Regions from separate parts of the Mus musculus genome. Here region 1 is linked to region 2. Evidence: chromatin contacts called from public Hi-C data. All regions are on one chromosome and are shown on one strand. Each heading gives the region's core, a stretch centred on a gene start, on an enhancer-like site or on the middle of the called end of the contact. The rest is flanking DNA. Distances are from core to core; before and after follow the strand shown. Region 1 overlaps Rpn2 (ribophorin II). Region 2 overlaps Samhd1 (SAM domain and HD domain, 1).

Region 1 (5,776 bases), core at 1,243-3,742, 160 kb after region 2:
GCAGGACATTTGTTAAGTGGTTTCTACCCACTTCAGCCTTGTTTCTTGTGTGAAGTCAGTAGTTTGGGGTAATAGTGCCCTATGAAAAGTAACTATTGAAAAGAACTAAATCTAGGACAGTCCACACTTTAAGTCTCCTAGAAGGTTTGGGGTTTCATTTTGCACCCCACAGTTTCGCTTTTCCTAGTTACTGCATTACGTTACCACTTATCCTTGACTTTCTCCCGTGTTTAGAAAGCGTGTACCTTCATCAAGTCCAACCTTGATCCCAGCAACGTGGATTCTCTCTTCTATGCAGCCCAGTCCAGCCAGGTCCTCTCAGGCTGTGAGGTGAGCCCAGGTTCCTACACTACCATTTGTTTGTTTGTTTGCAGTAAAGAGCATTTTTAAAAGGGACATAATGTCAGGTTGTTAATGTAATTTTTAAAAATGGCAAACTGTTAGTGTGGGATAGAATTCCATCTGCATAATTTTAGTCCTATAAGAAAGTCTATTTCCCTTTAAGTGTTCACTGTAATAGTTTTTAGATCACTTTTTCTTACAGTTCTTCTCTCTCTTATGGAAGGCTTTGAGGTTGTCTTTCCCTTCTTTAACCTTTAAAAACATTCCGTGCATCCTCACCTCAGATTCTCGATCATTCAGTCGATGTAGATTACTTTAAGTGGACAAGCAGCGTGTTGTTATCCTTTGGGAGATTTCTGTTGCTGTGATGAAACGGCATGACCCAAAGCACCTTGGAGTGGGAGGGGGTTGGGGACGGTTATTTGGCTTACACTTCCACGTCACAGTTCATCATCGAGAGTAGTCAGTGCGGGAACTCTAGGCCGGAACTGGGGAAGAGGCAGTAGAGGATAGCTGTTCACCTGCTTGTTCCTCGTGGCCTGCTCAGCCTGCTCACTCATATGCCCCAGGACCGGCTGCCCAGAGGAGGCACCACCCACAAGGGCTGGGCCCTCCCACATCAATTTCTAATCAAGAAAATGGTCTATGGACTTGACTATAGATATAGGCCAGTCGTAGTGAGGCATTTCCTCAGTTGGGGTTCTGTCTTCTCAGGTAACTCTATAGCTTGTGTCAAGTTGACAAAACCCACTCAGAGCAGAGGTGGTGTTGACATTATGAACACTTGACTCTGGGTGCTGCGTGGACGTAGCCTTGGCAGCTGTGTTCTTACCACGGTCGGTATGCCTTTCACAAACTGCTGGAACCTCTTCTAACTCTGTGTCCGCCATTCCTTTCCTAGATATCTGTTTCAAATGAGACCAAAGAGCTCCTGCTGGCAGCAGTGAGTGAAGACTCCCCCATTGCCCAGATCTACCATGCAGTTGCAGCACTCAGCGGGTTTGGGCTTCCCTTGGCATCCAATGAAGCCCTCGGTGCCCTTACCGCTCGCCTCGGCAAGGAAGAGACTGTGCTAGCGTAAGTTGTCGCTTTGAAGACTTTTTGAGGTTTGTTTGTGTTGGTTACTGACCTGAGAATGCTTTTTCATTTCTGCAGTGCACATTTCTAGACATCTGCTGTGAGCCAGGTGCTCTGCTAGATGTGCAGACACTGTTGTGATTGTGGGGTAGGGGGTCAAGGGGCTGGGGCTGTATTTGCAAGTGGAGGCCAGAGGTTAACAGCAGGTATCTTCCTCAGTCACTTTCCACCTTGGGTTTTGTTTTGTTTTTCTAATTTTAGGTAGGGTTTCACTATTTATACCTGGCTATCCTAGAACTCCCTGTGCAGTCCCGGCTGACCTTGAACTCACAGAGATCTACCTGTCTCTGCCTCCCAAGTGCTGGAATTACAGGCATGTGCATTCTACCTTGTTTTTTGAGACAAGCTAGCTAATGAGCTCCAGGGGTCTTTCTGCTAGTGCTGGGGTTACAGACACACTGCCTTCTCCATCTTTTCCATGGGTGCTAGGAGTCTGAACTCACCACGCCTGCATGGCAGACACGGACCAACTGAGTCGTCTCCCCAGTCCCAGGGACTGGCACTTGAATTAAGGCAGCAAGGTCCAGTCCTTGACCTTGTGGAATTCACATAGACATATCTGTTCATAAGGTGTTCAGGCAGAGGCCAAGGACTGAGGCAGTGTAAGCCCACCATCCCACATAGACAGGAGGCTGGAGCAAGGACAGTGAGGGCTGTGAGCTGCATGCAGTTTGTGGAGAGGTTAGGCCAGGTTTGCTGCAGTGTTGGCACTAGGGTTCTGTGGAGAACAGGCTCTTACTGGCTTCTTGGGTGCTGTGAGAAGCTGCATCTATTGTGGGCACATGGTGGGTTCTCAGGGGATAATATATTCTGCAAATCTGACTCTGGTCCTCTGCAAAAGGCATAGGTGATAAAATGATTTACCCCACACATGAGAGTGTGTATGCCTGTGTGTCAGATGCTCTTGAGGGCATGGATATGGAGAGCAGAGGTGAATCGAGGTATTGTTCCTCAGGAGCAGTCCATGTGTTTGTTTGTTACTGTTGGTTTTGCAAGACGGGGTTTCTCTGTGTAGCCCTTGCTCTCCTAGAACTCACTTTGTTCCTTCCGGTTCTTGGCCTGTTTTGAGTTCCTGGCCTGATCTCCTTTGATGATGAATTATGATAAGGAAGTATAAGCCAGATAACCACCCCCTCCCCCCCCAGTTGCTTTTGTTCATAGCAGGTTGATGGTACCAACTCCTCCTTTCAGAACGTTGGGATTAGGGACTGGAAGTGGTGAACAAAGGTAAAACACTTAGTTTGCAAGACCCAGTACCATAAAAACCAACCCAAAAGGCCCAGTACCATAGAAACTAACCCAAAAGGCCTTGTAGGAGCGGCTGAACTCTCAGGGGGCTTCTCTCCTTACATTGTGACTCTTCTGTTTTCTGACTTGTCATCTTAATAGAATTAGCTTTCCATGGTGGGAATCTAAATTGTTATGCTCTCAACACAAGAAGACAGATTCTTGCTCTACATTCCCTGACACTTAAAAACACAGGGGCTCAGGCATCAGTGCTGAAGTTGCAGACCGTTTGACCACCAGGGGGCCTCAGCTGCCCACATTTTACCTAGGGAACTGGTTATGTTCTCCGTCCAGACAGTCTGCATGCAGAAAAAAATAATAACTAATTAAAAAATGACATGAGTACATGAGTATAGCCACATTCCACCTTAAAATGTTTTCTTGTTATTGTTATTTAGGGGTGTGTGTGTGTGTGTGTGTGTGTGTGGAGGGAGAGGAATGCGCCCTGTGACACACATGTAGAAATCAGGGGACAACTTTTTTTTCCTTTTTTTTTGGAGACAGTATATAGTCCTAGCTGTCCTGGACCTCGATATGTAGCCCAGGATGGCCTTGAATCACAGACATCTACCTGCCTCTGCCTCCTGAGGGCTGTGATTAAAGATTAGTGTACCAACATACCCAACAAAATGTTTTTCTTATAGAATAATACTTTTTAAAAAATGTTCCTCCTCCTCCTCCTCTTCCTCCTCCTCTTCTTCTTCTTCATTTGATTTTATGTGTGAGTGCACAGGCACTGTTGATGTACATTAGAAGAGGGCATCAGATCCCATTACAGATGGTTAGGAGCCACTGGGAAGTGAACTCAGAACCTCTAGAAGAACAGTCGGTGCTCTGTTGAACCGTCTCTCTAGCCCCTAGAATGTCCTCTTAGTAAAAATATGTGAGTAAAAAATGAAGAATGAACCGGGCAATGGTGGTGTACGCCTTTAATCCCAGGACGTGGGAGGCAGAGGCAGGCGGATTTCTGAGTTAAAGGCTAGCCTGGTCTACAGAGTGAGTTCCAGGACAGCCAGGGCTACACAGAGAAACCCTGTCTCGGAAATCAAAAAACTACAACAATGAAGGGCTGATATGTGCCACAGTATGGATGAGCCTCAAAAGCCAAAGATAAAAGGTCACATAGTAGGGGCTCTGTCCCAGTGGTAGGATGCTTGCTTGGGATGCCCCAGAGCCAGAAACTGATGCTCAGCACTATCCCAACAAGATGACTACTATGCGACTTTATTTACAAGACTATCCAGAACAAACAAGTGTGTAGAATTGTGTTGCTGGGAGATGGCTGAGGTAGACACCATGGAGAGGAACTGCTTAAGTTCCTTAGTTCCAAATAGAGTCCTGCTCAGGAACTCAGGGAAATGTTCTTACATGAACAGGGATGGTGGTTGGACGTTATGACTTTAGTAAGTAGCTCTGAATTCACTTTCTTTTGAATTTTGGAGAGTAAGGAGCTCGATATACAGCTCGGTTGATAGGATACTGTTGGAGGACTGCAGTGGGTAGAATGCTTCCACAGCATGCTTAAGGTCCTGGATTTTAATTCCCAGTACTACATAAACCAGGTAATGGTATCCATCTGTGATCCCAGGACTCAGGAAGTGAGGCAGGGGGACCAGGAATTCAAGGTCATCGTCAGCAAGTTTGAGGCCACCTCCGAAAATACAACAATGAAGTTTTAAAAATTGAGTAAAGACTGATACATGTAGGTAGTATAGAGTCATTGCTCATAAGAATTAAGTATGTATTATACATGTATTCTCATACAGAGAACACTAAATACATGTTAGAAGAACATGAGACTAGGTGAAGACTAAATCTGTGCCCTTCTATCCTGCACCTACAGCCCTTGCGTCAGGATGCTGGGAGCGCAGGAGGGAACTTAAGCACCAGGTCTCCCCCTTGTGTGCCTTAGTCTTAGGAAAGTTGCTCCAGCGTCTGCCCAACAGTTTACAAACGTGTTTCTTTAGCCTTGAATAAGATAGACAGACGACTGACAAGCCGTTTCAGGCTAGCATAAGTCGTTTACAAAACAGAGGAGAATGCCTTCCTATGCATTAAATCTTAGACCTAGTGTTCTACTCTTTTCCTTCCAGAACGGTCCAGGCTCTGCAGACAGCGTCCCACCTCTCCCAGCAGGCTGACCTGAGGAACATTGTAGAGGAGATTGAGGTATGAATCTGTTTCTCCAAACGAGTCTCGGAGCTCCTGGCTTTTCTTGCAAGTAGATGTGGCCGGTTTCTTACAGCCAGCTGTGTATCTTTTACATTCATGGCTATTGAGTCCAGTATGCTTTTGTTCTTTGTATTTAAGCAATATATCCTAGAGAATATTTGTTAGACTAATATTGGCCACAGGTTATGGAACCAGTAAATCTAAAACTCAAATGCTTTTCTCTGCCAGTTACTGCTTTGTAATTGGAGGTAAGGTATTTGATGCTCTGAGCCTCAGTTTCCCTTTGCTGGCTGTGGGAACCTGCAAGGTTAAAAGAGCCTGCATATATTAACTAGCTGCCTGCTAAGTGCCCACTGTTGGTGGGTATTTTGGGGTTGAGACAGTCTCATTATGTAACACTTACTGGTCTTAAAGCTGGCATCTTCCTGCCTCACTTTCTGAGTGCTAGGATTTTAGGTGTGTGCTACCATACCTGGCTCTCACTTCTGACTATTGCTCAGTCCTGTACCCAGGATATGGCCACCCTCAAGAGCTGGATAGCCAGTGGTGGCAGGCAGTTCTACCAGTGTCATTGCTGTGTGCTTCTCAGGCACGGTAGCTGCTTCACTCTGTTCCTCTGGGAGAGCCATGGACTGGGGAGCAGCACTATGTAGGTGCATGGCTATGGCTCCGTGTGCATGCCAGGCTTTCTGGCAGGTTTGCAGCTGGGATCACTGTTCTGCTCAAACCAGTGGCTGCTTCAGTGCCCTGGCCCTTAGGGTTTGTCAGGAGTGCCGGGGGGCTGGGGGAGGCATGCTGCCAAAACGGCCAGAGACTGCCAGTCTGCCCGAATGCTTTT
Region 2 (6,140 bases), core at 802-3,301:
AAGGGTCAAGGTGTAGAACTCTCAACTCCCTCTCCAGCACCCTGTTTGCCTGCATACCATCCCCCATGACAATAATGGACTAAACCTTGGAAACTGTAGGCCAGCTCCAAGTAAATGCTTCCTTTATAAGAGTTACCATGGTCATGGTGTCTCTTCACAGCAATGACACCCTAAGACACAGGTTTCTCTGTGTAGCCTTGTCCTAGAACTCTCTCTGTAGACCAGGCTGGCCTCAAATTCAAAGATCTACCCAGTTCTGCCTTCCAAATGCTGGGACTAAAGGTATATAACAGTACACCTGACTGCTGGAGTTTGTCCTAATTACTGTTCTATTGCTATGACAAAGGCAACCGATAAAAGAAAGCAATTAACTGGGGTCTGGAAGTTTCAGAGTGTTAGAGACTGCAATCAAATCAAAGTTTTCAGTTACAATACAGTATCATCTCCCGTTTATACCACGCAAATGCTGTTCATATAGATTCCTCGCACCCTCATTACATTATGTACAGTAAATGCGTTCATACACTCACTCCTCACCTTCATTAGATCAATCCGAGACTGACTCAGCTGCTGGATACATTCTATCATCTTCTTCCTCTCCTCCAAGGAACTAAAATTGAAACAATGTAAATAGATATATCAATCCTTGATAAATAAGTATCCCAGGTGTCCTGGGAGCACATGGGCAGTTCTAAAGCAGCTGCACCAATAAAAAGAAAGAGCAGCTTAGAAGGAACAATCAGTCAGGAACTCAAACGCACTCCTAGAAACTTTCTTTGTTCCCATAAGGAGTGCTAGGTCACGAAGAAGGCCCCGAAATGTCAATGCTGCTGACAAAGTCCTAGAATGATGGCCCAGGCCAGATTCTTAAAAAGAAAGCTCAACTCCACATTCCTCAGAATTCTCAGTGTGGGTTTCTGTTTGTCATGAGAGTCACTACTTTCCATCTCTGTCTCTGATGGTCAGCTGATGGGGGCAAAGTGTGTCTAGTTCCCACTAAAGCAGAAGAGGTCTGCATCAGCTCAAGGACCACGCCCTTCAGACGCTCATATGAAACCCACTCGCTTTCCTGCCAGGCTGCCTGCTGCTCTCTCCTCTCAGACGCAGCCCAGCAATCTGTCCCCCAGTAAACTGTCTTCCTACCTCTGGAGTGATCTAGTTTGGTGCTTTGTTGCACCTGCTTGCAAGAAGTTCCTTCTGAACCAAGAAGGTCCACCCAGGCTTCTGCTGAGTTATCACCCAAGCATGAACTAGTATCTAGGAAGGGTTAACTTAGTACTTCACCTTCCACTATCTACAATGTTACAGCTCGGGACATAATCTCATGGAAATTGGACTTGGACCCCTCAGAATCTTATAACATCCGGCTCCATTTGTAACTGCTCATTGGTCAAGCATAATAAACACACCTGTCTGAAATGTTAACACAAACAGCAGGAGGAAGGCATTAGTATCCCTGACTGAGCTACTATGTAATCCGGTTGAAAAAAACTTTTGCTAAAAGTCTTAGGTGACTGAAGACTGAAGTATCACAATTGGCCTCTGTTGTACTGAAATCCACAGCAATAACAAAATCTAGGAGGGATTTTTTTCAGAATGTACAGAGACATTATTAAGCAGATAAATTAAAAAGGAACAAAATTAATACACCTTAGAAAGTGTGTGTGTGTGCGCGTGTGCGTGTGTGCGATCCCCATAGCCTAAGCTGGCCCAGAACTTAGTGTGTAGCTCAGGCTGACCTGGAACTCACACCGTCCTCCCAAGTACCAGGATTACAGGATGAGCCATCATCATATGCATTTTTAATATAACAATGTTTACTTTCTGGAAAAACCTTCAGAAATCGGCATTTAATCAAAAATTGAAGAAATACAAAAAGTGTTTGTCTAAACAGGATGCCACATAAAACTCAGAGTCCAGAGCAAGAGCTTAGATACAGGAAATTTATTTGGGAGCATAGAGCCTGGAAACAGCAGTTGGGGGACTGGGAAAGATGAAAGAAGAAATAAGCCAGGCGGTGGCAGCAAAGGGCTTTCATCCCAGTACTTGGGAGGCAGAGAGGCAGGTGGGTCTTGCTCAGCCTTGTGTGAGGTCGACAGCACGCATGCCTATGCATATGTAGATATGTAGATAGTATCATAAAAACTAAACATTTTTTTAAAGATTTATTTATTATATGTAAGTACACTGTTGCTATCTTCAGACATCCCAGAAAAAGGCATCAGATCTCCTTATGGATGGTTGTAAGCCAACATGTGGTTGCTGGTTACTGGTATTTGAAGTCAGGACCTTCGAAGAGCAGTCAGTGCTCTTAACGGCTGAGCCATCTCTCCAGCCCCAGAACTAAACATTTTAAATTCATCACAATGAGAAGATTTCAATTATGTGTCTGCGTGTGGGTCTGAGCCCATGAGTGGCCTCTGTGGAGGCCAGAGGTGGGTGTTAGGCATAGAGCTAGACAGAGTTACACACACGGGCTGCCAAGGAGACTGATGTGGATGCTGGGAACTGACCTGGGGATCCTCTAGGACAGGAAGTGCTCCTAACCTCCGAGCCACATCTCTGGCCCTCACTTAATCTAATTTTAGATAACTTAAACAAACAACAGGTGGCTACAGTACAGGCTAACACAAGTCTAAAAAGCCCCATGGACTCCATCTCAGAGGCAGAAGGCAGGGTACAAGAAACCCACTGTACAGTAAGTAGTGTTCCTTTTGGATTCGCCTCTCTTGTTAACTCCCAGAAGAGTGCCTAGAACCAAATGTACTTCCCATAAACATCGCTAAACAAATCAATGGTGTTTGGGTCTTTGAGGAAAAAAGAAGAAAGTCCACCAGTTCACAGGTAATAAGGTTATTGATGGGTGACTGAGACAGGTAAGATGGGTTAGAAAAAGGCCAAGTAAAAGCCCTGAACTCTGTGACCCAGGCAAGTTTCTAAGGCAGTGAAGACCCTCTACTGATGCTGCTTCCACTCTCAAAGTTCTAAAGCACAGGATCTGACAGAACTCAGGATGAGTCTTTGGTTTTACCCTTAGTTCACGGTCACCACAAACACGGAACTAACTGCAGTCAATTATGAAAGAGAGAAAAGACCACGTTTAAAGCACACGTAAACACTGAACACTCAGCTAAGATCTTTAAAAGAATGACATCTCTACCTCAGACCCCAGAACCTCCAGCCACATACAGAAATATATACATATGTGTGTGTACAAAGCTATCATGGGACAATTATGTTCTTTAACAGTTTATACACAAAGACACACCCCAGTCCTCAGACAGTCTTAAGACCTACAAAGAGGGCGGTAACTTTGACTTTTCTTGCTAATGTTTTCCCTGCTCATTCCTATACATTTCTAGTGCATATAATTCAATTAGTCTGAATTTGAGAGTAAAAAATTGGTCACTACAAACTTCATGAACTCTTGTTGGCAAAGCTCTTTGAAATAGAAACTAACCCCAAGCCCCGCACAGCAGAAACAGCAAGCAAGGGATTGTTTTAAAGCCTGCCGCAGTACTGAAATGAGCACGGGTGAACCCCAAGCTCTTGGGCTTTGTTTCCGAACAGTGAAGGAAGTGCGTCTGGCCTCACTATGCGTCTCCTTATCCTTACCTTACTCCCAGATCTTCCAGACGATCCTCATCCAAAAAGGGCAGAAACGAGCCGGCGATTTTATTGTCTTGGAAAAGGAAAAGGTAAACAAGATATTTATAGCATGTATTTTCCTGTGCCTTTCAGTTTGAATCTATCAGAATTTGCTCAGCTTGTACGGACTAAGAACCTACTGTAGTGAACCATGTGATCTATAGCCAGCCTTGTACAGCTACCAGTTCCTCATTTATGGTATTAATGGAAAATAGTCAGAAAAAAAAAAGTACATCTGTACTGAACATGTAAACACTTCTGTACATTACTGTAGATAACATGTAAAAATACAGTACAACAACTATTTACATTTCATGTGGTATTATAAGTAATGCAGAGATGATGTATAGTTTACAGATGTGGGTGTACAGAGGTTAGATGCAAACTGTCATTTTATGTAATGGACTTAAGCATCAGATTTTAGTTACATGCTTGGGTCTTAGAACAAATGTTTTTCAGGTATTAGGACACAAATGCACCATTTTAAAAATACAGACACATATATTTGATATTGTATATATTTATAAAGTATAAATCACAAATCATCTAAAATATACTAAATATATATTTAATTTGTATGTGTGTTGTATGTGTGCACCAGGACTGGACACATGGAAGGCATCGAGTGTCTTTACCACAATCTGCCTGACACTCTGAGACAAGGTCTCTTTGCTGAACCTGGGGCTTGCATTTGTCTAGGTTGGAAGCCAGTAATTGCCAGCGATCCCTTCCTGTCAACATCCCACCTCAGAAGGGACTACTAGTGTTTAAAGGTGACACTCATCTTGTTATGTGGGTACTGTGATCTAAACTCCAGATTGGAGTAATCATTCCTACACAAAGAACTCTCTCTCCAGTCCTCCCTCCCTCCCTCCCTCCCTCCCTCCCTCCCTCCCTCCCTCCCTCCCTCCCTCCCTCCCTCCCTTATGTAGTTGTTTGTTTAGGTTTATAAAACAGGGTCTCACTATGTTGTTCTAGCTATCCTGAAATCCATGCAGAGCAGGCTGGCCTCAAACTCAACAGAAATCAACTTGCCTCTGTCTCCTAAGTGCTAGGAATAAAGGGATGTACCATTATGCCTGGGCATACATGTGTGTGCGTGTGTGCATGCGTGCGTGAGAATTTTGCCTCATAGCTAGGTTGGCCTCCAGAGGTCAAAACTTAAAAAGTTAACTAAGGCCGGGTAGTGGTTGCGCATATCTTTAATCCCAGCACTTGGGAGGCAGAGACAGGTGGATTTCTCAGTTCAAAGCCAGCCTGGTCTACAGAGTGAGTTCCGGGACAGCCAGGGCTACACCCTGTCTTGAAAATCAAAAAAAAAAAAAAAAAAAGTTACTAAGGATTAAACCCAGGTCTTTGTACATACTAGGCAGGTAACCTGCCAAACCCAGCCTATACCATACTTTCCATACAATACTTTTAAAATCTTATCTAGGTGACTTATTTGTGTCAAAAGCTACGGGAAACCGAAAGTAAAACCTAATTATATTTGTGAGTTCTGCCAAATCAGCAGCTTCCTGTTTTTAAAGCCAGGGCTGGCAGCAGGGCTAGAGAAGGACATTTAAATCAATTGTTCTTAGAACCATCCACTTCAAACCAGAAGAAAAGTACCCAGAGTTTTAGTTCTAAAACTCCTTTGAAAGCAAACAATCCCCTGTGTTTGGAAAGAATTATATATACATACATGTACTTTTTTTTATCTTTCCAAACAGTTAATTAATTCTACCTCTTCTGGAATTCAGATTCTACAACTCTGGACTCTATTTTCACATAAACAAAAACCTTCTTTTTTAAATTAACAAGAAAAAACGAGGCAGTGTTCTTCTGAAAAATCAAAGTTGGAGTGAAAACAGTACTTTTGTATTTTTTTTCTATCATGAAAAAGTTACCCAAGGTAAAAAGTCCAAATAATATTACGCACGTAGCAAATACCAATTCACATAAGTGCAAACTGATACCTACTGCTTAACACTGTGAGGTAACAGTTGTATCTCTATACAATGATGCAAATTTATATAAGAAAGATTGTCATATAACCAATTTTTCCCACCCAATAGCCTAAACTTAGTTCTCAGTGATGAAAGCCTGTATCTTTCTTAGTAGATACTTTGTATTCTACAATATATACCAATCGGAATCCATTTGGGGGGGGGGGGGTGCGCGCGCTTGTGTACGGGTGCATTTGCACATCTGTGCATCTGCTTGTTGGGAGCTGGGGGTCAATGTCAGGTGTCTTCCTTCCTTCCTCCTCTACCCAGTATTTTTCTAAGATTTATTCACCTTTTATTCATGTGTACGTGTACCCATGTGAGTTTATGTATACATTTCAGAGACAGTGCTTGGCCAGCACCTCAGGAACTTTCTTTCTCCTGCCCCCTCACCTCTGGGATTATCAGTATGCACCACTACACCCAACTTTTTGTGTGGGTGGTAGAATTCAGAACACCATTCCTCATGCTTGCATGGTTACTGACTGATTGGGGGGTGTGACT

What was found. A called contact is a pair of places that touch in the nucleus more often than the background predicts.
Region 1: a Hi-C map of the G1E-ER4 cell line shows a contact between it and region 2, with 3 times the contacts expected there. The contact joins two enhancer-like sites. A contact is called at or near these places in 10 of 39 promoter capture datasets (the 3T3-L1 cell line, embryonic stem cells, fetal liver and 5 more), 1 of 15 datasets of contacts at CTCF or cohesin (pro-B cells), 20 of 484 Hi-C or Micro-C datasets (CD4 T cells, the G1E-ER4 cell line, the HPC-7 cell line and 9 more), 3 of 115 datasets of contacts at active chromatin or transcription factors (the 230-238 cell line, the HPC-7 cell line and embryonic stem cells) and 3 of 9 other capture datasets (adipose tissue, embryonic stem cells and liver).

Annotation. Positions count from the first base shown.
Region 1 is chr2:157,289,294-157,295,069 of GRCm38.p6, forward strand. It overlaps Rpn2 (ribophorin II), which reads left to right. Exons shown (of 17, transcript NM_019642.4): 3 at 235-330; 4 at 1,244-1,419; 5 at 4,860-4,935. Among named protein-coding and RNA genes, the nearest start is that of Mroh8, 13 kb to the left of the region's middle. Within about 2 kb of position 2,493, at least 5 of the 459 cell types and tissues checked have an H3K27ac peak or open chromatin away from gene starts, as enhancers often do. A contact at or near this core is called in the G1E-ER4 cell line, where this site is marked.
Region 2 is chr2:157,126,235-157,132,374 of GRCm38.p6, forward strand. Samhd1 (SAM domain and HD domain, 1) reads right to left here. Exons shown (of 16, transcript NM_018851.4): 2 at 3,616-3,682; 3 at 538-610. Among named protein-coding and RNA genes, the nearest start is that of Samhd1, 5.8 kb to the right of the region's middle. Within about 2 kb of position 2,052, at least 66 of the 459 cell types and tissues checked have an H3K27ac peak or open chromatin away from gene starts, as enhancers often do. A contact at or near this core is called in the G1E-ER4 cell line, where this site is marked.